7 separate regions of the Mus musculus genome follow, and regions 1, 2, 3, 4, 6 and 7 are each linked to region 5. The links are chromatin contacts, called in public HiCAR-type and promoter capture Hi-C maps. All regions are on one chromosome and are shown on one strand. The core of a region is the stretch at or near the end of the contact, and the rest is flanking DNA. Distances in the headings are between cores, read along the strand shown.

Evidence for each region. Promoter capture Hi-C pulls out the DNA fragments that hold promoters and counts their contacts. HiCAR-type assays count read pairs that join an accessible place to other places.
Region 1: a contact with region 5 is called in a promoter capture Hi-C map of pre-B cells. The contact joins the enhancer-like site here to the promoter of Pot1a in region 5. A contact is called at or near these places in 6 of 39 promoter capture datasets (the 3T3-L1 cell line, the C10 cell line, the HPC-7 cell line and 3 more) and 3 of 115 datasets of contacts at active chromatin or transcription factors (astrocytes, extraembryonic endoderm stem cells and large pre-B cells).
Region 2: a promoter capture Hi-C map of second pharyngeal arch cranial neural crest shows a contact between it and region 5, with 30 times the contacts expected there. The contact joins the enhancer-like site here to the promoter of Pot1a in region 5. A contact is called at or near these places in 9 of 39 promoter capture datasets (the 3T3-L1 cell line, 3T3-L1-derived adipocytes, cranial neural crest and 6 more), 7 of 115 datasets of contacts at active chromatin or transcription factors (astrocytes, embryonic forebrain, embryonic limb bud and 4 more) and 1 of 9 other capture datasets (embryonic stem cells).
Region 3: a contact with region 5 is called in a HiCAR-type map of astrocytes, with 2.9 times the contacts expected there. The contact joins the promoter of Aass here to the promoter of Pot1a in region 5. A contact is called at or near these places in 2 of 39 promoter capture datasets (both in liver) and 1 of 115 datasets of contacts at active chromatin or transcription factors (astrocytes).
Region 4: a promoter capture Hi-C map of hippocampal neurons shows a contact between it and region 5, with 22 times the contacts expected there. The contact joins the enhancer-like site here to the promoter of Pot1a in region 5. A contact is called at or near these places in 5 of 39 promoter capture datasets (the 3T3-L1 cell line, cranial neural crest, hippocampal neurons and 1 more) and 2 of 115 datasets of contacts at active chromatin or transcription factors (astrocytes and embryonic limb bud).
Region 6: a contact with region 5 is called in a promoter capture Hi-C map of pre-B cells, with 10 times the contacts expected there. The contact joins the promoter of Zfp800 here to the promoter of Pot1a in region 5. A contact is called at or near these places in 11 of 39 promoter capture datasets (the 3T3-L1 cell line, the C10 cell line, cranial neural crest and 6 more), 2 of 484 Hi-C or Micro-C datasets (B cells and pre-B cells) and 4 of 115 datasets of contacts at active chromatin or transcription factors (astrocytes, embryonic limb bud, large pre-B cells and 1 more).
Region 7: a HiCAR-type map of astrocytes shows a contact between it and region 5, with 9 times the contacts expected there. The contact joins the promoter of 6530409C15Rik here to the promoter of Pot1a in region 5. A contact is called at or near these places in 9 of 39 promoter capture datasets (3T3-L1-derived adipocytes, HPC-7-derived erythroid cells, cranial neural crest and 6 more), 1 of 484 Hi-C or Micro-C datasets (pre-B cells) and 4 of 115 datasets of contacts at active chromatin or transcription factors (astrocytes, forebrain, large pre-B cells and 1 more).

The regions. Positions count from the first base shown.
Region 1 is chr6:28,488,799-28,492,502 of GRCm38.p6, reverse strand. All of the region lies in intron 1 of Snd1 (staphylococcal nuclease and tudor domain containing 1), which reads right to left. Among named protein-coding and RNA genes, the nearest start is that of Snd1, 10 kb to the right of the region's middle. Within about 2 kb of position 1,807, at least 39 of the 459 cell types and tissues checked have an H3K27ac peak or open chromatin away from gene starts, as enhancers often do. A contact at or near this core is called in the HPC-7 cell line and pre-B cells, where this site is marked.
Region 2 is chr6:28,140,550-28,144,084 of GRCm38.p6, reverse strand. No RefSeq gene overlaps it. Among named protein-coding and RNA genes, the nearest start is that of Grm8, 16 kb to the right of the region's middle. Within about 2 kb of position 1,579, at least 8 of the 459 cell types and tissues checked have an H3K27ac peak or open chromatin away from gene starts, as enhancers often do. A contact at or near this core is called in second pharyngeal arch cranial neural crest, where this site is marked.
Region 3 is chr6:23,131,455-23,134,951 of GRCm38.p6, reverse strand. Aass (aminoadipate-semialdehyde synthase) reads left to right here and starts at 1,966. Exons shown (of 24, transcript NM_013930.4): 1 at 1,966-2,071.
Region 4 is chr6:28,317,485-28,320,946 of GRCm38.p6, reverse strand. It overlaps a transcript of Zfp800 not described here. Among named protein-coding and RNA genes, the nearest start is that of Zfp800, 57 kb to the right of the region's middle. Within about 2 kb of position 1,581, at least 63 of the 459 cell types and tissues checked have an H3K27ac peak or open chromatin away from gene starts, as enhancers often do. A contact at or near this core is called in hippocampal neurons, where this site is marked.
Region 5 is chr6:25,807,750-25,811,544 of GRCm38.p6, reverse strand. It overlaps Pot1a (protection of telomeres 1A), which reads left to right and starts at 2,327. Exons shown (of 18, transcript NM_133931.5): 1 at 2,327-2,370.
Region 6 is chr6:28,259,954-28,263,589 of GRCm38.p6, reverse strand. It overlaps Zfp800 (zinc finger protein 800), which reads left to right and starts at 1,666. Exons shown (of 6, transcript NM_001081678.2): 1 at 1,666-2,110; 2 at 2,754-2,872. The coding sequence starts at 2,812.
Region 7 is chr6:28,213,977-28,217,687 of GRCm38.p6, reverse strand. 6530409C15Rik (RIKEN cDNA 6530409C15 gene) reads right to left here and starts at 2,189. Exons shown (of 4, transcript NR_165173.1): 1 at 1,922-2,189; 2 at 93-167. It also overlaps a transcript of Zfp800 not described here.

The DNA of each region.
Region 1 (3,704 bases), core at 558-3,057, 2.7 Mb before region 5:
AGTGCAGTAGCCATTCCCAGTCCAGGGCAGAGAGGGAAAAGCTACTGTGCTATTAGCCATGTCAGGCATCTCTTAATTTCTCAGTCACAGCACTGCCCTCGTCCTGCCCCTGTGCAAAATACGGTACAGAACAGCCAACAATCAGTGTGACTGAATGGGGGTAGAGGACCTGTGCACCACATACAGCCAAGTGAACAGACCAGGGACACCGAATATGATAGAGAAATCAAAGTCCATGCATTTACTGTTCTTGTTTCTGTAAAGCTATGTGCACTAAAGGACATTAGATTACTGAACATAATATTCAATGAATCATCTCAAGAACACCAGATGCTGAGCACGCCTTTAATCCCAGCACTTAGGAGGCAGAGGCAGGCGGATTTCGGAGTCCGAGGCCAGCCTGGTCTACAAAGTGAGTTCCAGGACAGCCAGGGCTATAAAGAAAAACCCTATCTCGAAAAACAAAAAAACACCAGATGCTTATTTTTGCTTTATGTGCAGGGTTCATAATACAATAAAAGAAGAAATACATCAACTTGTACAAAACTTATCTACAAAAGCTTAATCTTGAGGTTATTTGAAAACATTCCCTATTTGAAATGCTGATCGTCAACTTTAGATTTCAAAATAAAGTGTAAACCACAAACCTACCATAGACCTGACAGTCTTTTCAATGAAGAATTAGCATGTCATCCCAGAATTCTTCTTACTCTTAAGTCCAAGGCAGAGTGTCAGAAAGGAATAAAAGTACAAACCCCTTGCCATTTAACCCCATTCCTGGCTTCTCCCACAGACATGCTGCTACTCAACTTTTTAAAAGAACTCCTAAGAATTCAATTAAAATTTTTATTCCACTACTCAGAGCTAGAATGCCTATGACTAATTATACAAAGGCAGGGCAGCCTTAACCTGTGCTGAACCTGTACCCTAGAGAGAGCTCATGGGAGGTCTAGAGAGATTCTAAAGCTCTCACCAGAGAGGAGTTTAACAAGGTAACTTAGCTTTTAAGTAACAGAAGCAGCCTCCTGGCCTCTGGGCTGTAAAAGGCCTCACCTGCCAAGAGCAATAATGCAAGTAATTACTGCACACAGAATAACAGATCCCAGTGGGACCCCAAGACCCAGGTTCTGGCCTCTACCTTGCAATATACATAGAGGAATAGCACACACTATTTTTCTCATTAAAGCCTAGGACAATCCCCTAATGGGTAAATAGATAAATTTTACTTGGCACAATGATTATGCCTTGGATGGTTGCCCAAATAAAAATGTTGCTGGTATTAAGGCTATAGGACAATGAACCTCCTGGGACAGAATTCATGAGGTTGAACACTTGGCTGACATCACTGGAAGCAAAAAGCTTTGAAGCCTCTTCCTCTTTCCTTTTTCTTATAACAAACTTCCAGCCACCCTTGGTCTTTAGATAAATACCTCAGCTTTGCATGCGTCCTCTGAGTGTTCCCACTGTGCTTCGCCAGCTCACCTGCCCTTTATCTTCCGTACTTTACCTCTGTCAAGACATCTGTCCCTTACACCATCTTCTCTGGAAAGATATTTTCAAACCAACCAAAACTAACATGTGACTTTTCCCAACCCATTTTACTTCTAAGAAAACCATGGACATTTAAATTCACAAGTTCCTCTTTCCACTACAAACCACCTTCCTTACTTCTTGCCAGTTAGCAGTAACTGCATGAGACAGGCAGCAAAACCTCTCAAGCAAAGCTTTGGCCAGAATCACACAAAGCCGGGCTGTTGAGCCCATACAACCCTCCTTCTATCAAGTCATCCCAGGGCACTCGGAGCCCGCCTCTCTTGTTCATGCTGCTCTCTGGGAGCTACACCACCACTCACTTTCCTGCACTCGGTCTCCCTGTGCTGACTGTTGCTCCCATCCACCCCCATCACTCATATCAGGCCAACAGACCATTACTAATAACCATGCCAAGACAAGGAAGCCTGGCAGACTTACCTGGAAGCCTAGGTAGACTGAGATGGAAACTACAGTGTCTTTAACTAGTTCTGAAGCCAGGTACCAGACCATTCTAATGTGCACAGCATAGATTTCTAATGATTGAACATACTTTTCTTGCCTTAAAGGTGCAACAAAACCCAGCATGAGACTCAGCTACATAGCTAGTTCAAAACCAGCCTAGGCCACATGAGACCCTGTATCAAAAGTGGGTAAGGGATTCTGGAGAGATGGCTCAGTAGTTAAGAGTGTTTGCTTATTCCTGCTCCAGCACTCACATCAGAGAGCCAGTAACTCTATTTCCAAGGATATCTGACACCCTCTTCTGACCTCCAGGGCCCCAGCACACACATGCACAGACCCACACACATCACATAAAGATAAAATAAATCGTTTTCAAAAAGAAAACTTAAGGAAAAAAAAGATAGCCAGGATATGGGGAAAGAATCCTTACCCACACCTGGTGGGCCACGAGTGGAGCCATCTTGTACATCAGTTCTTCAAAGCACCGTACGACCCAGATACACCACTCTTGATTACATGCCCAAATGACTCTAAGTCAACACACCACACAAACATTTGTACATTCACATTTATTGCTGCACTATTCTAAGAAATGGAACCAGTTTACCTATACATTCACAGATGAATGGCTAAGGAAAATGAATTATATACACAGTGGAATTTAATTCAGCCATAAAAAAATAAAAATAAAATCATGACATCTGGAGGAAAGTGGATGGAACTAGAAATTATGTTAAGCAAAACAAGGCAGACCCAAAGACAAACAGCAAATGTTTTCTCTCATATTCTAAGTGTGCACATGTGCACACACACTAAAGTAAAAGTGTAGTAGTGGCAGCACAACTTGCAGAAGTCAGTTCTGTCACCATGTGGGACTTGTGTGTGTGTGTGTGTGTGTAAGGTGAAAGTGCAGTAGTCACAGGACAACTTGCAGAAGTCAGCTCTTCCTGTCACCATCTGGGACTTGGGGGTTGAACTCACATCATCAAGCATGGCAACAAGACCATCTCACAGGCCCGAAATTACAAGGATTTTAGGAGGATCATGTGGAGAAATATAGACAGTTATCTCTTATGTCACAATAATCATATACTTCCACCTTATTAGCCAAGAAACGGAAAAAGCAGAGGCCCTGTGTGCCTACCAGTAAGAACAAGATAGATCTGACCTCTCTGCTGGTCACTGTAAGTTTGGAAGTCATAACTTTTCCTTGTCACAAAGTTCTCTGCAGATAAAGCGGGTAACAGCAAAACTCCAAAAGGTCCACTTGATCTATAGGTACTGAAATATTAAAACATCCAAGCAAATGACAAAGTAGTTACTAAATCCCAGGTGTTGGCCCTGCCCTCTACAGTTGAGACAAAGAGAGGCGCTCAAGAATAAGGCAGGTGTGATGGCCACACCTTTGAGTCCAGCATTAAAGCAGAGGTAGATGGGTCTCTTGAGTTCAAGGTTAGCCTTGTCTACAGAACAAGTTCCTGAATAGCCAGGGAATACACAAAAAACCCCTGTCTCAGGCTGGTGAGATGGCTCAGTGGGTAAGAGCACCCGACTGTTCTTCCGAAGGTCCGGAGTTCAAATCCCAGCAACCACATGGTGGCTCACAACCATCTGTAACAAGATCTGACGCCCTCTTCTGGAGTGTCTGAAGACAGCTACAGTGTACTTACATATAATAAATAAATAAATCTTAAAAAAAAAATAAAAAA
Region 2 (3,535 bases), core at 330-2,829, 2.3 Mb before region 5:
AAATATATACCATTTATGGGACACTGGGTTTTCAAGAAATGGTTCTGATTTGATGATGCTCTGGTCTTACCTGGTGGTAGCATTGGTGAAGTCCCTCCTTTGTTGCAGCTGGGCAGGGATGAGCCAGTGACACTCAGGTATCACACTGTTCTCATTAAACTTCGACAGTGACAAGCTACAGGATTACACCTCAAAGTGTAGCAGCTGGAGGCCCTGCACATGTTGCTAAAACAGTCTTAGAATTAAGGTGAAAGGTTTAGTTTTAGGCCTTTAAAAATCTAGGCTCCCTAGCATGGCTGTCCTCTGAGAGGCTCTATGAGCAGTTGACTGAGACAGATGCAGATACCCACAGCCAAACACTGGACTGATGTTGGGGATCCCCATGGAAGAGTTAAGGGAAGGATTGAAGGAACTGAAGGGGATGGCAACCCCATAGGAAGACCAACAATGTCACCTAATCTGATTGCCTGGGAGTTCCCAGAGTCTGAGCCACCAATCAAAGAACATACATGGGCTGGTACAAGGTCTTGGGCATATATGTAGCAGAGGACTGCCTTGTGTGGCCTCAGTGAGAGAGTATGTGCCAATTCCTGTAGAGATGTGATGCCCCAGGGAGGGGCATGCCCAGGTGAGCACCCTCTCAGAGGTGAAGGGAAGAGGGGATTGGGGGAAGAACTCCACCAGGGGGGACTGGGAAGGGGAACAACATTTAGGATGTAAATAAATAAAATAATAAATGAAAAAAAATCTAGGCTCCCTTCTCTCAGTCTGAGATTAGAAAGTTGAATAGATTTTTTGCTCCATGATGACTATAAAGCTCTTGATTGTCATTTGCCATAATGTTTGCAACAGAAAAGAGTCTCTTTGTACTAGCTTCATAGTGTAAGAGATCTTCCCTCATTACATCACCTAATTTTAAATTTAATTCAGATTGGATAAGTCATTCTATTTTCTGATTGGGGCTGATTTTGGAAAAAAAAAACAAAAACAAAAACAACAAACCCTTTCATAACTGGAGAGATGTACTAATAAGAGCATTCTTACATCCTGACAGCCAGACCTCAGCTCACATGAGAGTCCTCAGCAAGGTTACAAACTTTTGCTTTGGATGGAAGGGAAAGCAATTGGTAATCAGCACACTAGAAATAACAAAGTGAAATTAAACAAAGTTTCCTAACAAGTAGCCAGCCAACTATGCAGGTTATTCTCTTAGGAACAGAGAATAAGATACATTCTATTCTGAAAGTCAAACACATAAAAACGTCCCTCTGTTCTTTATAAAGGTCACTGAAGGAGAGAGGGCGGAAAGAAATGAACAAAGAAAGTGGAAAGAAAGGAAGATGGGAGGAGGAAGTTGGGGGGCAGAGGTAGAAAAGCTGAGGTGAGAGAGAGATGAATGGGTACAAAATTGGAGGGGGAGTCTCAGATTACTCTCCCACTTATACATCCTTGGGAGAAAGATCACTTCTCTGTTTCCCTCCCAAGTTCTCAGTTTTCATAACCTGTTATCTGGATGCAGATCTGCCCTCTAGCTTCTGTGCTGTGTAGTTCTTGACTGCCCTGTGCTCTCACTGTTTCCATAGCGACTGCACGGTACACTCCAACCTGCTTTCAGTCCCAGTGTGTTCCCTGCAGCCCCCAGGGTTTCCTATAGCCTGCCTGCTTGCCACCATGTCCACTTTCCTTCCCAAATAAACATATAAAATAACAACACACAGCAATAACAAAAACAAAAACCATATAAAAAACAAAACAAAACAGAACAGAACAAAAACCAACTACACCCAGAACTTGTCTTGGTTTTCTGGAAATTCCATTTTTGTCTTCTGAGAAAAGGGAGTCTTTATCCTCTTCTAATTTTAGGCAACAAGACACAGCTGTGAAGAAAGCTTAAAGACCTTGCCCTCGGTGAGTGGGTTGCAGTCGCTTGGTATCCAACTCTGAAACCCTGTCAGCAGCTGTTTCATGGAAAGTGACTGTACCATGTACAAAGCATTTTTTGTTGACAAAGAGCTAGCTTTTTTCGGCAACAATAGGAATGTTTCCACTCACCGATCGCAGGTCTACCTGAGGCAGCAGACTTCTGGTACTGGTCCCCATAGTCCCTGTTTTCTTGCATCTCCATCCTATATAATCTCTGAGTTTCCTTTGAGTGTGGGCTAGAACTAGCGTGTCACTTTTAATGAACAGAATATGACAAATATGATGTGATGTCAATTCTGATATCAGGTTACAAAGTGCTGTGGCTGTCATCTTTCTGACATGCATTGCTCTCTTTCCTGCTTACTAATATGATGAACCCTGATGTGTTGTGAGCTGCTTTATTGGGAGGCTCATGGAGCAAGGAACTAGCAGAGACTGCCAGCCATCAGCTATCAAGGATTCCTAATCAACAGAAACTGTGAGACACAAAAACTGTTAGAGCCATTAGTTTGGAGGGAGTTTGTTATACGGCAGTAGATAGCCTGAACCTGACTCTTCCTTTAACGGGCACTCTTTTTCTGTTTCCAAATATAAAAAGGAGATTCATGATTTGATCGTTTTTGGTTGCACTTTACATCTAGAAATTCATGTTTCAGTTAAGGCTCTTTTGAACTATTCTGGAAGCAGAAGCTGTGTCCTACAACCTTGTCACCCACAGGTTGTTTCTTCTCTCCTCATCCTCCCTGAACCAGCTTGATCTTGTCTTCCCACACCCCCAGGACACCCCAGTCTGACCTACATGATTTAACTGCGGGTTGTTAATTTTCCTCTATTTTCCTACATTACCGCACATCTGTCAGGGAGGATTGGAGTGCCTTATGCTGTCGTGGCTGTGGGTTCATTTAGGTCCCTCAGCCAAACAGTAATCATGAGTCACTTGATTATTAACCTTGGGCAGATTCAAATAGCTTATTTGGGCTTTATTATTGAGTTCTTGATCATTTATGTACTTTATTTGGCACCAACACGTAGCTAGCTGACAGACAACAAGTCCAAACAGCCCGCCACTGGAAGTCTCATTTCTGAATCCCACAACGATCACAATAAGGTTTTGTTACAAATTTAAACCTGTATGAAATAGAGACTGCTTCCTAGATCCGATGAGCTATAGCTCCCATTTATCTTCTTTTATTTGTCTCCATCCTGAGTGGCTTCTCCTCTGCCAGAGTCCACCAGTAGCTGGTAGTTCAGCAGTAAGAGACGGGGCTCATGAGCTCCTCTGTTATCCCTGACTGACTGTAGAGCGGCTCTGTCCTGTGCAGGTCCTGTGCGAGTAATCACAGCTGCTGTGAGTTTGTAATTGCATCACTTATGTTGTATCTAGAGGATGGGAGGAATCTGCCTTCCTTCCTCCCTACCTTTTAGCTACCTATGTTAAAAAAAAAATCCCGACTTTATTTTTAAGATTGTCCCTTCATCATTGTTTGCCGAAGCACTGAAAGGATGGTAGACATGACTTGTTTAGGGCTAAGCCCTCACCTGTCCCTCAGTCAAAGCATCTTGGGAAGCCATGAGTCTCTGCACTTAGCATATCTCATCGCAGACAGAAGCT
Region 3 (3,497 bases), core at 717-3,216, 2.7 Mb after region 5:
AAGTTAAAATACATTCTTCAAGAGGGAAGAGTCAGGGCACAATCAAAATCTGAACGAAGCAAAAATAAACTTCTACCAGCGTGAATAACTCAGTGTCCAATAATCTTGGATTATTCACTCGTGACCCTCTGGGCTCGTCCAAGGGGGCTTGGGTTATCTCTCCAGCTCTGCTCTCTGCAGCACACACAGCATGTCTTCAAGGCTGTGGCAGGTTCCACTCCACTGCTGCTTCTGTTCTTGGTGGTCAACTTATAGTGCTGACATCTCCAAAATGCTGGGATATATTGCTGCATCTGGGCTGCACTTTCACCACTAAGCTCACCTGGGCTCTCATCAGAGGGCCCAACTCGGCCATACAGTGCCAAACCTCAGCTTCTTTTCACGAACACCTTCAAAACCAGCACAAGGTACAACCTTGGCCATGTCCAGAACACATCTATATGCTGACTCCAAGGAAACACTTGACAGAAGACATCACCTCAGGGATGCTGGCCCCTTCTTAATCACTGCTAACTTTTCCGCCCCAACTGACCAGCATTAAATATTCCAGCAAAGTAAAGTTTTCACTGTAATAGTTCTGGTATCTTGTTGTTTAGTCAGCCCCAGCTAACAAGAACCAGAGCATCTTAATTCAAAATAACAAATGGCCCTGGTAGAATTTTTAAATTTCTCTCTGAAACTTGACAAGCCAGACCTCCATTGTCTGCACTGTCCTCAGTGTTCTTATCTTCCAAACTCCTACCAAACAGCCCTTTGAGACCTCAACACTCAATAGCTTTTCTTTCTTTTAAAAAAGATTTATTTTATTTTATGTGTGTTTCACCTACATGTGCATGTGTCTGCCTGCCTGGTCTCTCACAGCAATACCCCACTATTCTGGTACCAGCTTGTCTAGTCAGTTTGTCTTAGTTAGGGAGTCTATCACTGTGATGAAACACCATGACCAAAAAAACAACTAGGAGAAAAGGGTTTAGTTTACTTCCATATAACAGCTTATCATCAAAAGTAATGAAGACAGGAACTCAATCGGAACCTGGAGGCAGGAGCTGTTGCAGAGGCCATGGAGGGGTGTTGCTTACTGGCTAGCTTCCAGTGGCTTGCTCAGCCTACTTTCTTACAGAACCCAGGACCTCCAGGATAACATCAATCACAATAGGTCTTCTCCCATGAATCGCCAATTTTGCCTATAGCCCGATCTTATGGAGACATTTTTCTTGCTGAGGCTCCCTCCTCTCTGATGACTCTAGCCTGTATCAAATTGACACAAACTATCCAGCACTTTGGGCTTATTTTCAGAAACTTGCCTTCTAACAAGTCTAAATGGAGGAGGAACTTGTGAAACAGGAGGGTCAAACCCTTCTGGCTATGACCCCAAGGCTCCGCCGTCACTGAGGCTAGTCTTTACGAAACTCGCATTTCAGCAATACTGGAAATTGTAATACATTTGTCATCCCTAAACTTCTGTTCCTTGAATGGAGTGTACTGTACCCCGTGCTCTCCAGGTCCTCCGCTATTAGGATTCTTAAAACACGAGAAAACTTCCATTGGGCTGAGCTTCCTAAGCTGTGAAAAGGCTCTGTAAAGTGTGCTTCGCAAAACAAACAAGACACAAGCAATTGCAACGTTTTTCCAGGAGATATGCAAATTTCCTTAGTAGATACTGTCCAGACATTTCTTTTTTTGCTGTTTTTTTCCTACCCTCGTGGGCTTACTGCCACAGGGAGTTACAAACCTGATCAATAGCCATTTAGGGAGAACCCGATGCCATGAGCTAAGTAAGCTCTAGGGTCAGAGATCTTTCAGGCAGATGAACTTCAGGGTAGAGCAGGGGCAGGGCATGACCTAGTACCTGGCAGCACCGCTGATTGGTAGGAGAGAAGGTTGTTCCTTCAAAGCTACCGTTGATTGGCTGCAGGAAGGAAGACTTGTGACGTACTTAAAAGTTGAGCAAACACCTCCTCCTCCTTCTGGGCCCCCGCCCCCCTAGTCAATTTTTTTTGCAGGGAAATCAGTCTGTAGGGTCCAGATTCAAGAGCTCTGGGTGGCTGGGGACTGATCCATAACCTACAAGGTGAGAAGGGGGCCGGGAGGGCGACTCGGATGCAGGCGCGACCTCTGCCTGCAGGATGCACTTGGAGCTCCCAGCTCAGCCGCGGGACTCCAGCTGTTAGTCGAGAAATCGGCCTCCCGCCCCAAAGCCGCGGGGCGACCTCGAAGCTCACTGTGACAGAACTAGGGAGGTGACACAAGCTTTAGGCATCGCTGCCCAGCTTTGCTGGGGGGGAGGAAGGGCTTCAGGCTCAGCTCTACGGCTTCTGAATAGAAAGGGGGAGGGGCATGCACTTTTTGGCAGGTGGGCTCTGGTGGTTGTGGTCTGTTGCTGAGGAAGACAATACGGGTCAGTGTTAAAATTAAAGTTGCAGAGTGAATAACTTATTTATTCTTGGACTGAAAGCTTCTTTGCCTGTAGTGGTTGATGAAGAGAGCAAGATTCTTTCTGATCTCCTCCTAGTCCCCCTGGCTGGGTGGAATTCTGATACCAAACTTTCCCTGTCCTAGCTGCAGGTTTAGGGCTAGTAACTGTGACTGAGAGAGACCTGGTTGGCTGGGTCTGTCTGCAATCCGTTTGAGATGGGCATGAAAAAGTTAAACAAGTTGTGTCCAAAACTCTCGATACTCTGGGCGGCTGTGCTCAAGGAGAGAGCTCTGTGGACACACTTTGTAACCAACTCTGCATGGTTGAATGGGGTGGGGGGGGTGGAGAGGGAGGGACAGAGAGAGAGAGACAGAGACAGAGAGAGACAGAGACACACAGAGAGACAGAAAGAATGAATGAATAAATGAAATAGTTCCTAAATCTGTAGAGACTGTCATTTCTTGGATATTATGGGTCATGAATTGTGAGAATCTGGACAAGGTGTAGCTGTGGTGAGGCTCGGTACAACACACTGAATGACCAATGATTTATACAGTCCTTCCAGTTCTTTATTCAAAACACAGATGGCCTGGTGTGTGTGTGTGTGTGTGTGTGGGGTGTGTGTGTGTGTGTGTATGTGGTCATGAATTCCTGTATTTTGCTATCCACTCCTCCCTCCCATGAAGGTGAGTGGACCTAGGGCTCAGAACTTGCTGGCTGTGCAATCTGGTTGTCACTCTGCAAAGTGACTTAGGAAGACAAGGGAGTTTATTATTTATGGGCGGTATTTCCCCAATCTTCTAGAAAAACCACACGTCTTATCACAATTCCTGCATTTCTTGAATGTAAGCTGTCTTCAATTTAAGATGCATTCTTACTTCAGGGATGCTAAAATGTGAAGACACGTCTTAAACTTGTTGAAATAAAAGAGTTAAAACGGTAATGAATTTTACATGTTCACCGTGTCCAAAGAGTGGCATTCAAGACAGGCTTTGTAATTTTTTTGTTTCTTTCTCCCTGAGAAGCATAATTTATCATAGGGCGGCAAAGGATAGGTAGTGTCTTCTACTAGGGGTGTGGT
Region 4 (3,462 bases), core at 332-2,831, 2.5 Mb before region 5:
TGGGTTTGCCGGCACAGACCTATATGCACTGCATGGGTACCCGTGGACACCAGAAGAGGGAGTCAGATCACTTGAAATGAGTGTTACAACTGGTTGTGAGCACTCTGAGAACCAAAGCCTGGTCCACTGCAGGAGCAGCTGCAGTCTTTCCCTCTGAGCCGGCTCTCCAGTCCCAGGTAGATCTCTAGTCTGCACAATGACATAAGGGAGAATAGCCACAAAATTACATCCCTCCAGGCCTTGTACTTAACCACTAACTCACCTGTTATTGTCAAACTCATTTCAAAGTCCTGTGCTAGTGGCTTAGAAGTATTGCTTTTGTTCTGTTTCTTCACTTACTCCAAGACTCAGAGTGTTCTAAATGTGCATTCTTCGACTAGTCAACGTCCTCAGAGTCGATCCTGGGCCCTGCCATTCATGTGTTCCATACAGCCCATTTGTTCCTCACCTTCCGTGTGGCCATACCCATGAGGCTATCGATCTGTTCTAGCTTTGTCTCAGAGTTCCTGTCACATGCCTGTGACATCTGGAGCCTAGATAGATCAGTCAGTCGGTAGTGCTGCCAGTCTGTACTTCTTTTTTTAAAAAAAGATTAATTAATTAATTAATTGTGTATAATATATGTGTGTGTATGTATGTATGTATGTATGTATGTATGTATGTATGTATGTATGTGTATTGGGGCATGGGCAAGCCCTTATAAGGTCAGAGGACAACTTGTAGGAGGAGTTGCTTCTCTCTCTCTTCTATCATTCAGGTTCCAGGTGTTGAGCTCAACAGGGGAGCTTGGCTCTAAGAATCTCAACTCACTGAGCTAGCTCTCCAGCCCCATGCTTTCCCCAATCCCTTACCCGCTTGGATTTTTGCCATTACTTCAATCTCAGCAAGACACTCTGAGTATGGAACTCTTCCCAGGCCTAGCTGAAAACATCCCAGGCAAAGCACCCAAATAAAGGCTGCAAACTGAAAAAAAGGCAGAGAGACAGAAACATGGGGTGTGGGTGTGGCAGTAAGAACGGGACAAGGGCGAGTTTTGCGCTCTGTTTGGAAGGCTGACTATTTACTTTGAATCGCTCCCTTTCCCGTTTCCATTGGTTACCGAGCACTACCCTGATTGAGGGCGAAAACCACGGAAGGAGAAGTAGATCACTTAGCCTTTTCTGCAACACTGGTATTTTTGTAACCTCGGTGACCGTAGTTAATATTACTCCCATTTTACAGCTGAGGAAATCGGAGTTCAAAGAAGTTAAGTGATTCATGGAATCAGTAAGTAGCAGAACTCGGGGCTTGTCAAGGGCTTTTGACTCCTTCTGCACCGCACTTCACTAAATCATAGTGGGGAGACAATAGCTCAGTATTTGGGAAACGACAGAAATGAGCATAAGGGAGAAAAATGTCTATATTCGGGATTTCAAATGTTAGTCTAACAAAATCACATACAGAGTCATTTTCTGGGTAGGAAATTGTGGAGAAATAGAATGGCGAGCTTTCATCTAGCTCGCTAGATTGGTATAAGTCAGTCCCATAAAAGGCCATGCTCATTCTTCTCAGAGATGACAGGCTCAGAACTATAAAGGATGGAGACTCATTAAATGCACAGGAAGTACGTAAAAGAAATCTAAATGAGGAACCTTTAAAAAATAGAAACGGTAGTTTGATGTTAGAGGAAACACATTTTAAAGAGTTGAAGTGAGGAAAATAAAAACCTGAACCAAGAACAGCTAAAGTATGAATCCTTTTTTTATTACAACGTAACTGCCAATCAACCAAAGAGAAGAGCAGTCCATGGAACTGAGGGCCGTTAGGGCTAAGCGCGGTGGCTCTGTGTGTTACAGAAAGAGCTTCTCTGAGCACACCCGAGCCTTCTTCATTCGGAGTGGGAAATATTCCAACAGTTAGAGGAACTCTGTTACCATTAAAAGGAATCTGTTTGGACTCCTTCTCTGAAACAGCGCCCATCCATTTCCCACTTAACACAGTCAGTCCATCTGTCACCTATTAGAAGGCAAAAGAGAAAGGTAATGGGGAAAAATAGCTGCTTTCTGCTCTGTTGGTGAAGGATGCTTTCTATGTAAATGCTATAAAGCACATCTCTTTACCTGTGACTGCATCTTGCTATCGATCATGGATAATGACTTTTTCCTGAATTTAATACAAATATAGACTTATTTAACCTCACCTTAATTTTTTCCCTAAAATGTAACAATAAAATATGAAATTTGACTCAGATTCTTTTGCCCAGAGATAAACTCCATTAACATTTTTCCTGTTAGTAATTTATGTTTAATAATTCACATATATTAATTAGACAATGCTTTATTATGTTGTTTTCCTGGATGCTTACAACATACTTTGGTCACAGTCACCTCCTCTTAGCCTCTCAAAGGATTTGGAACACTCGGTGGAGTAGATCAAGCTCCCAAAGGATATTTTTATGGAAATGACACTTTTTCAAAGGAGAATGAAAAGAAAAAGTTTTTTTAAAAAGTATTTGTGTTAGTTTCATGTCAATGTGATGAAACCTCATTTGGGAAGGACTCTTCTTTTTTTTATATTGGTTATTTTATTTATTTACATTTCAAATGTTATCCTTCTTCCTGGTTTCCCCTCTGCAACCCCCCATCCCATCCTCCCTCCCCCTGCTTCCATGAGGGTGCTAACCCACCCACCCACTCCTGCCTCACTGCCATAGCATTCCCCTACACTGGGACATCCAGCCTTCACAGGACCAAGAACCTTCCAGCCCACTGATGCCAGATAAGGCCATCCTCTGCTACATATGCAGCTGGAGCCATGGGTCCCTCCATGTGTACTCTTGGTTGGTGGTTAAGAACTTGGGCGCTCTTGGGTGGTCTGGTTGGTTGATTTTGTTGTTCTTCCTATGAAGTTGCAATCCCCTCCAGCTCCTTGAGAAGGAATCTTTAATTAAGAAATCGTCTCCTTGGAAAGAGTAAGAGTCAATGGGATGGAGAGAGTTTCCAAGGAAACAAGGCCTTCTAGACAAAGCAAGACTGATGGAGACTGTGACATTATGTACAGGGCCTGTGCAGGTCTGCAACAGATGGGGTCCCAGTGTGTGAAGGAAACTGACACAAGCTCCCATTCTTAACCCAGAAGCAATCTCCATTTGATAACTGCTTGTAAATGAAAATTTAGTTTTCTCTAGAAGAGTTATATACAAACCACTCTTAAGGGGAAGACCCACACCCAGCTAGATTGCCAACACTAAAGAAACTTCTTGGTAGTATTTTTTGGTGGATTTATCTCATAATGCTTTGGGCATTTTTTTTAATCTTATGAGTCTTTTGCTTATGCACTATTGTTTCTGGCTTTGTAGTTTCTGGTATTATGGATTTTTGTGTGTGTGACCGTGTATGTCTCTGCATCGATATATGTTTCTTGTGCTTTTGCTTTCACTCCTTTTTTTTCTGTTTGTTTTGTCCTATTCTGGCATTATTATTA
Region 5 (3,795 bases), core at 1,078-3,577:
ATGTGTATATGTATGTGATAAAGAGAGGAAGAGGAAAAAAAGTTAAATAATTGAGTTGGTAAGGGATAAAGCAAAAATATTACTTTTAATCCACTTATGGCCAAAATTTAGAAAATAACTGATCCTGGGCTATGCAACCCCAGTGGATGCATCTATAGCACAACCCCCATATGGAAGTCTTAGATAACATCTGAGGAGAGAGTGGCATGATTATAAAGGCCTTCGGACCAGGAAGTCAGCTGTGAGATTTGTGTCTCCTAGAAATGACTTGGAAGCTACCCCTGTGATACATCAACAATATGGCTGTCTAAACAAGACAGGATTAATTACATTGTCAGTACAGAGACTAATGTGGAAAGGAGGAATCTCATGGAATCTTTACCCATAACAACTACAGTGACTCAGTGACTGCTTCATGTATCATCTGATAAAATCCCCATCCCAAATCTGTTGTTCATTATTGATCAGTGGGAATCTCATCTTAAACATTTCTTGATGAGGAACATCTTTTTAAGGTATATGCTCTGTGTGTGTGTGTGTGTGTGTGTGTGTGTGTGTGTGTGTATGTATGTATGTATGTACTTAAGGAATGTATGTACTTAAGGAAAAAAAAAACATGAAATTGAAGAGTGAGGAGTGGCCATAAGTGGGTGTAGTTGGATTGAAAAAAAAAGAAGCTAAATGATGTAATTGTATTTTTTATTGTAAAAAATAATTTAAATAAAGAACGAAAACTCACACAACTTGGGAAAATCCTTGGCTAATAAGATGAGTTTACAAATTTTGACAATAAAACCACAGTGCTTTTGGACTTAGTAAAAAACTTCTTGAGACTAAGTATCTCCTTTTGGCTTAGCAACACAGAGTATTCCTGTTTTAGTTAAGGAACATTTCCATGTAATCAGCTGGGGGTTTGGGAAGGATGGAAAGGCTGATGTTAAAGGTAAGAAAAGAAACATGTTTTTCCCTGGAGTATTGTTCATCCAATGAATATTTAGCTCCTAAAGCTAGCAGCCATTATATACAGTCTTGGCTGTAAAATAGAACCGTTATCCCTGCTCCTAGTAAACTTCAAATGTAGAAGAATGTGTTTAAATACTGAGAGAAAGTAATGAGGAGAACATGACCATGCACTAGGAGGATAGACGGGATTTGACTGTGGTGGAAGTGAATGTGGCACCAACTGGGTATAGGCTTTGTCTGAAGTCAGACACAGATCAGATGGGGGATTAATTCTGAAGCGAAAGCAACGCTTTGTGAAAAACACAAGTACAGCAGCTTATTTAACAGACCGGGAATTCGTAAAACAACAATTGTGCATTTCACTCAGAAAAAGGGTTGTTCTTCCTGGGAAAGGGGGACTTTGTTCACAAGCCACTTGAAATAAGCTTCAAAGTATGCTTATGTTTGTTCCTCCCACTCCCGAAGAATGTTAACCCGTTATTATAATGAAGCTATCACCAGCAATAACGGTTCTCTTGACCAGTATGTCACCAGTTTGGTTGATGGTTCTTGTTAATTTCTCTGATTCCCTGCTTGCTTATTGCCAAAGTTGCTGCCTCCAGGACCTCAGCTGGAGTTAGAAGAATCTTCCGGTTCCCTGCTCTCAACCAAAGTGCACAGGATCCAAAATCCATACAGTGGCTAAACTTAGCGGATAAATAGTATTTCACAACTGTGTGAAGTGACTAACAGTATGGATCTGGGCCTTATTATACTCCTCTAATGGGCAGTCCTTGAATTCCACTTTAGTTGTTATTCCTGGTTCACTTATATTTTATGAACACGGGGAGTGGGGAAAGAGAAGAAAGCTTTAGAAAATAATGGCAAGGTTCTTCAGTTTACCTGAAAATACCCCAGATGTCACCAAAGTGCTATAAAACAAATAACATCATCACCATCATGTATTTATAGCCTTGGAAAAGTCGTATTTGAATGTTTAACTTAGAATAAAAGCTTTAGCGTCAGGGGCTTCCAGTCGACAGAATGGAATCTGGAACCAGCCTGGTTTAGAATAGAGTTCTCACTTGCTACAGGATTTAAGACTCTTATTTTGGATTGTGTGGCTAGCCTTTAATGGCTGATCCTAAACTGGTCCGGCTCGCCCTGCAGGCTGGGGATTGTCTCCTTTGGGCAACCGGAAATCCGCGTGAGCCAAGGAGCGGAGGGGCAAGCAGCCTTGGTGGCTGAGACACAGCTTGCTGTGGCTCCGCCCTCTTCTTCCTCTTCTTGTTTACCCGGGAGTTCCCGGCCAGCCACACTGCAATTCTAGCGGAGTACGCATGCGTGAACTAAGCTGCTCGCGCCCGCGCGCGTGCATGACGTCACAGGCGCCTAGGTCCAGACTTTAGTTGTCCGCGGGTTTTGCTGGTGAGTGAATTTGGGGAGGTTTGGGTTTCGCTGCGGGCCGACCCTGGGTAAATATAACGAGGACTCTTCACTGCAAAATTTGGTGCAGATTTGCAGAAATGCTGTTACACGTACTGTTAGTGTTGACCGATCCCTATCGGGAAGAGACGTGAACAGATCCAAGTCCTCCCTCATGCTGCTGAGTGTTTTGGGGACGGTTGGTCTCTATTCGTTAAGCAGCGATGCTATTGAGTAGCCCAGGCAAGGAGTTTGAGAAGTTTCAACCTAGAGTTCACAGATTAACATCAATTGCAAGTTTCTCTTAGGATATTTACGAGTTTGAGGGAGGAGGCAACCAATGCCAGTTTTGAAATCAGGAAGCTTTTTGGTACAGTGTGCGTACACAATATTTTCATTGACAAAGGGGTTAAAGAATAAAACCCGTGCTTATCTCCCGCCCCCACGTCCAACATTTTAAGATACCAAGGTGAAGTTGGTGAAATTGTAACATCTAAAATCTTAGAAGTTTTTTAAATACAAAAGCTAAGTGGAAATCCAGCTAAGAAGGTTGTTAACTCAGAAAACATTTTCCTCCGAGAAGGAATACCCATACTTTATATTTCGTATCTTTGTAAGAGATTGGTTTTTATTTTTACAGTTACAACTGAGACTGAATATATCAGTTTACAGTTTTCCAGCAGTCACATAACGAGCATATTATTTTATGATACAATGGAAAACGTTTCTAAGGTCCAAGATAAATATATCTGACCATTATTAATTCCAATTAGTAATGTGTAGCAGTATGATATGTGAACATGAGATAGCTTTTTGGTTTCATATGTTAGATTAAGAAATTAAAACTGAGACTTTCAGTGTGACACAGTGTATTTAACCTTTTTGACAGTCGTGTATGCTGAAGAATTTGGATGCTGTTGTAAAACTGTTAATTTCATACTAGATGTTAGCAGGAGAAAGACATATAGAGGAACCTCCTCTGCCTCCTGTACAAAGAATATATAGGATATAGAAAGCTTAAAGGGAGAAAATCCAATTAGGTAAGGACAGCAATGAATGTAAGAGTTGATAAAGATTTGAATTAGTGATAGAAAGGTTAGGAAAAAATAGTCATTTAATGCTAAGTGAACAGTACAATTTAGTATTTTTTTTCTGTTGTATGGCATTTTGGTGTTGTGTGTATGTTAGTTTGTTTAATTATCACAAAGACTTGTGACATTGATGCTTTATAGCTTACCTATATAGACAAAGGTGCTGTATTTCAGAAAGGTTAAGTAATTTTCCTGAGATCAGATAGCTAATAGATGGCAGAGATGGTATTTGAATTTAGACAGCCTGTTTCAGACATGATGAGATAAAATGCAGAACAATTAGAATAGAGGGTCAGTGAGTTCAGGAAACTTAACTGTTTTAAATTCTCAACTATGC
Region 6 (3,636 bases), core at 417-2,916, 2.5 Mb before region 5:
GTCCATGTTGTATGTCTTCTTCAATTGCTCAATTTACTTTTTGAGACAGGGGCTCTCACTGAGCCTGGACCTAATCCGTTTGGTTGTGCCAGCTGGCTGGCAAGCCTCAGGGATTCTTCTCTCTTGGTCTCCCTAGCACTGGAATTGCAGGTGAACGTTCACCTCCAACGTTTTTGTACCATGTGTTCTGGGATCACACTCAGGTTTTCTTGACCAGACTTAACTGACAATGTCATCTTTCCAACCCCCAAATATGATTTCTATTGGCTGCATAATACCACCACATAGAAGTGGCCATTTATAGCATATTGACCTATAATCTGCATTTGCTTCATGTGGGTAGTGATTCTTGACAATGGAACAGAAAATGAGATCATAATATAATATCCTATGTAGCTGCAGAACATTTATTCTATTCTGCTCCAACCGTACAAGACGTATGCAAGTATTCCATTCAACAGTCCTATAGTAACAACTGCATTTGCTTACAAACTTCCTTTGGAATTTTGAAAATTGATTTTGGTGATTTTTCTCTTCACAAACACAGAGCCTAGTGTGGTGTCAGCCTGTAACCCCAGCTTTGAAAAAGAAAGTGCATAGTGGCAGGAGGAGAATCCTGATTTCAGGGTCATCCTGGGCTACTCAGCTAGTTCCAGGCAAGCCTGAGCTACACAGCAAGACCATCTCAAAACAACAAAAAACAAAAAACCCAAAATACAAACACATAGTGCCTTCCTTCCTAAACTTTTCTTTTTTCAGAAGCTCCAAAACTGGAACTTGAAAACTGGAAGTTAGTTAATTGTGGTTTTCATTCATCCTGAGAAGATAAAAAAGGTCAAATGGGAGCTCTCACAAAACCCTGACCAATAGCTGACACCTATTCGAGTGAAGTTAGCAAGGGCAAGAATTCCATCTCAGAGTTGGGAAGAAGGTGGCGGCAGCAGCTACTGGATATGAAAAGCAGCTCAAGGTTTGTAGATTTGACAGAAGATGGCCATCTTCGATCTGATCTTCGGGGATTTTCCAAGCAGGATGCTGGTGCCCAAGAGGGAAAGTGCGTGTTAGCCATGTGACCCAACTTCACTTCCAGGTTTGCACCCTCAGAACGTTGCCAATCGCGTTCTTTCCCAGAGCCCGACTTAGACTCTCCTGTCCCAAGTTCCAGGAGGTACACTTGGACAACAGCTGGCGAGCCAGCACCTGACAGCTCTCCCGATCCAGTCCACTTCGGGCTCCCAGTCCCTCCTTTTCTCCTCCGCTTCCCCAACTCTGCCTGGGTCGGATCCGCCGAAGCGCAGCAGCGCGAGCAACAGTTTGGTGCCCGAGCGAGCGGCGCGTGCCCGGGGAGGGGAAGACGCGCCCGCGGTTCTGGTTCTCACACCTCCGGGCGCACGCAGCCTCCGGCCGTCGCTCCGCAGCCGCCGGCGGGAGGACGCACGGGCGCGCGCCGGCGAGGCCCGCCAGCTACCCGGCCGCCCTCGGCGCCCGCCAACCCCGCAGTCTACCCTCCTCCGCCCGAGGCCGGCCCCGCGCGTCGCCTCCCCACCGGGGCTGCCCGCCCAGCGCATGCGCGCCGCGCTGCCGGGCGTGCCGGCCACACTCCCCCCACCCACTCCGTGAGCTTGTCACTTCCTGCCCTCGCCCCATCTCCGTCCGGGGTCAGTCAGTCGCTCCCTGTCGCAGCCGGAGACTTCTCTGCTTCCCCCTTCCTACCCTCTCTGCACGGCGGTCGCTCGGGCTGTCCGGGGAAGGGGCGGCCACGAGAGAACGGGACTGACTTCCATAAAGTTTCCCGAAGCATCTGCTACCCGCAAGGCCCCAGGTGGGGGACCCGCGCGGCTCCCCGCCCCTCTCCAAAGCCCGGGGGACCGTTGCAGGTGGAGCGGCGCGGCGCTGAGGGGAGCCGGGCTCGGCGCGGCCGTTGCCCTGGCGAGGGGCGCCTCAGTCCTGCCTGCTCCGGTTCCAGCTCCTTCGGCTGCTGCGCCCGGCGGTTCGTCCTGTCAACTGCCTGCGCCCGCGCGCCGCCAGCTCGCCGGCCCGGAGCGCGGAGGGCTGCCGTGAGCCGCCGCCACCGCCACAGCCGCCACCGCAGCCGCGGCCCGAGGACGTGGTGAGCTGTGGCGCTTCCGCGTCGGCGCCGCCGGGGACTCTTTGGGAGCGCGCCGGGGCCGAAGCCCGCTCGGCTTCACGCGCTGCGCCGGGGCTGCGCCAGGTGGGGCCCTCGGCCGCGTCGTGCGCCCGGCTGGTGCCGCGGCCCGCCCGCCCGCTGGCCGGCCGGCCGCTCCGGGAGTTGAGTAAGTTGGGCGCACTTGGCGGCGCGGACCGGACCCGACCTGCGCCGGGGAGACCCCCCGACGCACGTGCGTGGCCGGAGGGCGCGCGAGCCGCTCCTCAGCCGCGCAGGGGCCCCGTCGCGTCCCGCGTCCCGCGCCCGGCTCTCCGCGCGCCCGCCCGCTCGCTCGCTCGCTCGTCCGCCCAGCACGGCGAGGCCGCAGCCGCCTGCGCAGCCCGCCAGGCCTTCGCCGTGCGCTGCGCTGCCCTGCGCGCCGGACGCTGCGTTTCCGGGTAGGGCGGTGAACCTGTGCGGGGACGTGGGGCCGGAGGCCGGGCGAGCGGCGGTTTCTTTTCCGAGCGGAAGGTGCGGGCCCGGGGTGAGGGCAGAGAGCGCATGGTGGGATGGTCTGTGGAAATTGCAGCCACAGCCTCCATAGAAGTTCAGGGATAGTGATGGGTTTGTGCTTCTCTGTCCACAGCCAAGCCGCAATGAAGAGCTTCTCACAGTGAAAGGAAAATAGGTCGCACCCGTTAAAAATGCCTTTGAGGGACAAATACTGTCAAACGGACCACCATCATCACGGATGCTGCGAACCAGGTAAGTCCGTTTTTTTCTCCCCAGTGTCTTTGCTCTCCTTCACCAGAGCTACTCGGCTTTCTGCGTTGTCTCTAAGAAGTCTTTCCTAAGTAACTCGGTTTCTCCTGCGTAAAACTACTCGCGTAATGCCAAAAGCCTGTACAAACTGGAGATCTCCATTGCTTGAGCCCCCAGAGAAAGTGCCACAAGTGTCACCGTCAATCATTTCCACAAGGTCGGGCAGCTCCTTTCCCTTCTTTTTCAAGGCAGCTTCGTTATTGGTTCACTCCATGCTCTGAATGTTTAAAATGGAAGAAGAAGGTAAAGATGAGATAGGTGATTACTACCATTCAGCTTCTTGAAAATTTCTTATTGTTAAAATAACTTTCCCTTGAAGTGTTTTAATCCATAGTATAAAGTTTACCACTCCCACAAACAAACAAACAAACAAAGCCAAAAGTTTAATTTGGGTCAAGAAGGTTGATTGAACCTGTAGGGACAAGTGGACTTTTTGAATTTAAAAAACATCTTAAATGTTTCGGATAGAATTTATTGTATTGTATTGCTTAGAATATATAGAGTATTTAAGGTATTTTATTATGTTGAGCAGATTCTGTTTAATTTATGATATTAAAACTTTTTTGAGTCTCATAAAGAATTTATTAGTGAGTTTTAATTTAACAGGCATTGTAAACTGTTGAGGGCCTTATCTTAAAAGGACTCACAGTGTCAACTACGAATAAAGGTCTTTCTATTCTAATTCAAAGACATGCGTTTATCAGTTT
Region 7 (3,711 bases), core at 940-3,439, 2.4 Mb before region 5:
AAGACACAATGTACATTCCAAAATATTAAATTGAAACCAGGCCTGGCAAGATGGCTCAGTGGATAGAGGTGCTTGGTACCAAGCCTGACAACCTGAGTTCAATCTTTGGAACCCAGTGGTGGCAGGAGAGAAGCAACTCCTAAGCCGGCATCCAGCCTTCACATGCCCTGGAATACAAACATAAGTAAATATTCCTAAGTTGTTATCCAGCCTTCACATGCCCTGGAATACAAACATAAGTAAATACTCCTTAAAAATAGTAAAAAATAATAACTAACTTGAAATCACTTAGTGATGGTTAAGACTTTTAAAAAAGATTTTATCATACATATACATATATATGTGTGTATATATACATGTATTACACTGTAGCTGTCTTCAGACACACACACTAGAAGATGGCATCAGATAGATACTTTTACAGCTGAGCCATCTCTCCAGCCCCAATGGATAGACTTTTTAAGAGCTAATGCTTTTAACAAAAGCTCCTGCCGCCTTCATTTTGCTCAAGAAGGAAGTTAACAACAAATGCTTGGTTTCTTGGGATTTGTTCTTTTCATAAATTTTATTTCCGACATGTGATATGTTTGTTTGTTTGTTTGTTTTTACTAAAGTTATACCTCTAGGTATGATGATTCTATCCAAAACTTTCAGAAGGCAGGAAACTTTCAGGGCAGTATGACTAATTATGCCATCAACTTAAGCAACAAAGCGAGCGCATTCCCACAAACACCTAACCCTAGATTTGCTTATCACTGAATAGAATCCATCTGACAACTGAGGTTGCTTTAGTTTAAAATATTTTTGAAGCTTATATTACAATGGATTTTCTATCTGATAACAAAGCCCTGGGCACTTGTCTATGTTATTATCCCATGTGCAGATTCCTGGAATAATTTAGCAAAATTATTCCATTTAGTCATTTGCTCATTTAGTTATAAAATGCATTATAACTAAAAGATCCATATTTAGCTAATAGTTCCTTTATTCTTTCTCAGTTTGAGTGCTTTCAGTAGAAACCATTACAGAAACTGAAACACTGGCGTTCACTAAAATGTCTGCTCCAAAAGCATGGGAGGTTTTTCTGTTTTTTAGTATACCGTGCTCCCAAGTCCATATTAATTATAAGTTGAAATTAACTTTGCAAAAAGACCAGAAAACTTTTATTTTCCTCAAGTAAAAATGAGTTGAATAAGATGAAGTATAATTTTATAAAAGACAGTGCTTTTGATTCACTGTTAAAAGTTTACGGGACAAAATACTCTGAAATATTGTGATTTATACAGCGCTTAGAGTAAAGACAAGCCATGTCGTCGAACCCATTCCTTAAAAGCTCTTTATGCCTACCCCTCTGCTACCCTAGAAAACATTAGCTTTATAAATTCATAAGTGGGACGAAAGTAAAAAGTCATTAACTTTTTATTCTAATAGTAAAATACATTTATTGTGTAAATTTGGAAATTACAAATAAAATGAAAATAAAGACTATCTGAAGTACCGAAAGGTAACAACACACTGTTGTGGTTTTTCTCCATCACGTTTAAATTTGTGTTCTCTGAATACTGAAGTACATACATACCCTCATACCCTGCAAATGCTGGTGAAATGGAATTTTTCCTCGACTGCTTTTTCATATTGTTGGACTGTATTTCACAACATCTTATTAGCAAGTTAGTTTGTGCTATAAGATTATGATACTTTATGTTTGGAGATGAACATTTTCCAATTTTTCTTCCTCTTCTTTCCCCATTTTCTATTATGTTGCAGTGGACACTCTTTGAAATTTTGTAGTTATGCTTTAAGGGAACATTTTTTAAAAGACTTTCTGGGTCAGGGGTTATCAGCTACCTGGGGTTTGATGCCTGCAACCCTGCCTGTTGTGGAGTGCCGCGGGGTGCCGGGCTCCTGGGCGCAGCTTTACCTGAAGGGTGCGGGGTGGGGACGCGGCGCCTCGGCCCCGGGCTGCGCGGTTCCCGCCCGTTGCTAACCGGCGTGTCTTTGTCTTTCTTCCCTGGGGTTCGCTGCGCCCGTGCGGGCCGAAGCCTGGCGAAGCCGTCGCCCCGCAGCGCCGCCATCCTGCGTCCGCCCGCGGGCGCCGTCACCACGCGCCAGGCCGCCTCCAGCTGCCGCGCCAAGCTCCGCGGCGCCGCCAGGGAGCGCCAGCACGCGGCGCGCGCCCTCGGCAGGTCAGCCGCCCCGTGACGCCGCCGCGCGCTCCCGCGGCCGCGCGCACCGCCGTACCTCGGGCGCCCAGGTCGTCTGCATCCACGGCCGCCTCGGCGTCGTCGTCGCTGGTCGGAGCGCCTCAGCTCGCCCCCCGCTGCTGCCGCAGCCTGCTCTGCCACGCGGGACGCCGGGCCACTCCTTGCTCCGTGCGATGCGTTTCTTCAGCCCGCCTGCAAAATCCCCGGCTTCTTTAAAAACCTCACCGCACATGATTCCGTTTCCCTATTTCTTGTAACTACTCTCTGTTCCCTTTCAGATTCTTTCCATTATTAGTTCTTCAAAGCCAGCATCGTTTTCTTCATTAAGCTCTCATCAAGCTCCACCTCCCACTCCCATCTGCCAGAAGATTCTAATGGTCCAAATTCATGATACAACCCAGAGTTGTATCATGCACATCTATAATTGAACTCAAGCGTCAGGCTTTCCCCTTCCTGTAACTTTATCGCCAATAGCCATTGCTCCCTGTGGAATTAGTCCTTGTTTCCAAGGACTCGTCATCCTAAACTCACCATCCTTAGAAACGGGATCCTCTCTAGAATATTGTCGCCGGTGACCACAGGACCGTGCCTTTCCATAGCTGCTCCGGGAAGGCTTGTTGGCTTAGCCCCTCTTTTTTTCCCAGGCCCTCTGTCCCAGGCTATACATGGATGTCTTACTTCTCTTGGGCTATTCCCAGTGACTGGTCACAGTTAAAGTCGTGATGGCCCAATCATGTGACATTCATGGTCCCTCAGTGAGCTATTGGGGACCCTTCAACTCCTGGCCACAGCTTCCTTAGAACTCCCGGCTTCAGTCTGTATCCCCTCTAGCCTTTCCTAGGTATGTCAGACCTGCGTTATGGCTTCTTCAAGATCTCTGCTCTCCTCTTGCTTTCTTTTGTCTTTCTCAGGTGTCCCCTCAACACAACTGCTGCACAGTGACCTTTGTCTTGGTGTCTGCTGCTAGGATCTGAACTGACACATCAGACATTCCAGTCTCTGACCACCACCTTCCTATCCTGAGTTGTTTGCTGACCTCATTTTTCTACTGTTGAGTAGGCCATGTCTTGGCTCTATTTCCTTGACTAGCCCAGATTCTACAGTCTATTATCGTAATCATGCCTCGAAATGCAAATTCTCTCAGCACTCTCAAACCTCAGTTTCTTCGAAATTATTTTTCTAGCAAAAAAATATCCAACCCTGGGTATAGGTAACTTCTGTCTTGCTCTAGCCAGACTGTAACAACGGATTTCGTTTAAGAAGAAATCATGAAACCAACCAACCTGTTCAATTTCCAAGACATTATTGCAAATCCTAAATTGGTGTTTTTTCCTATGGTCGTCTCAGTCCTTCACTTTTAGACCTACTGTTTCTTTGCATGAATCTCCCCAGAATGTGCCGTTTGTTTTGATATTTCCCTGAGAACTAAGAGTTATAGACAGAGCTCCTCAGCTCCCTACTACAGTGCGTGGAACTGATCTATTTTGTGACTGTGAAGGGAGCCCCT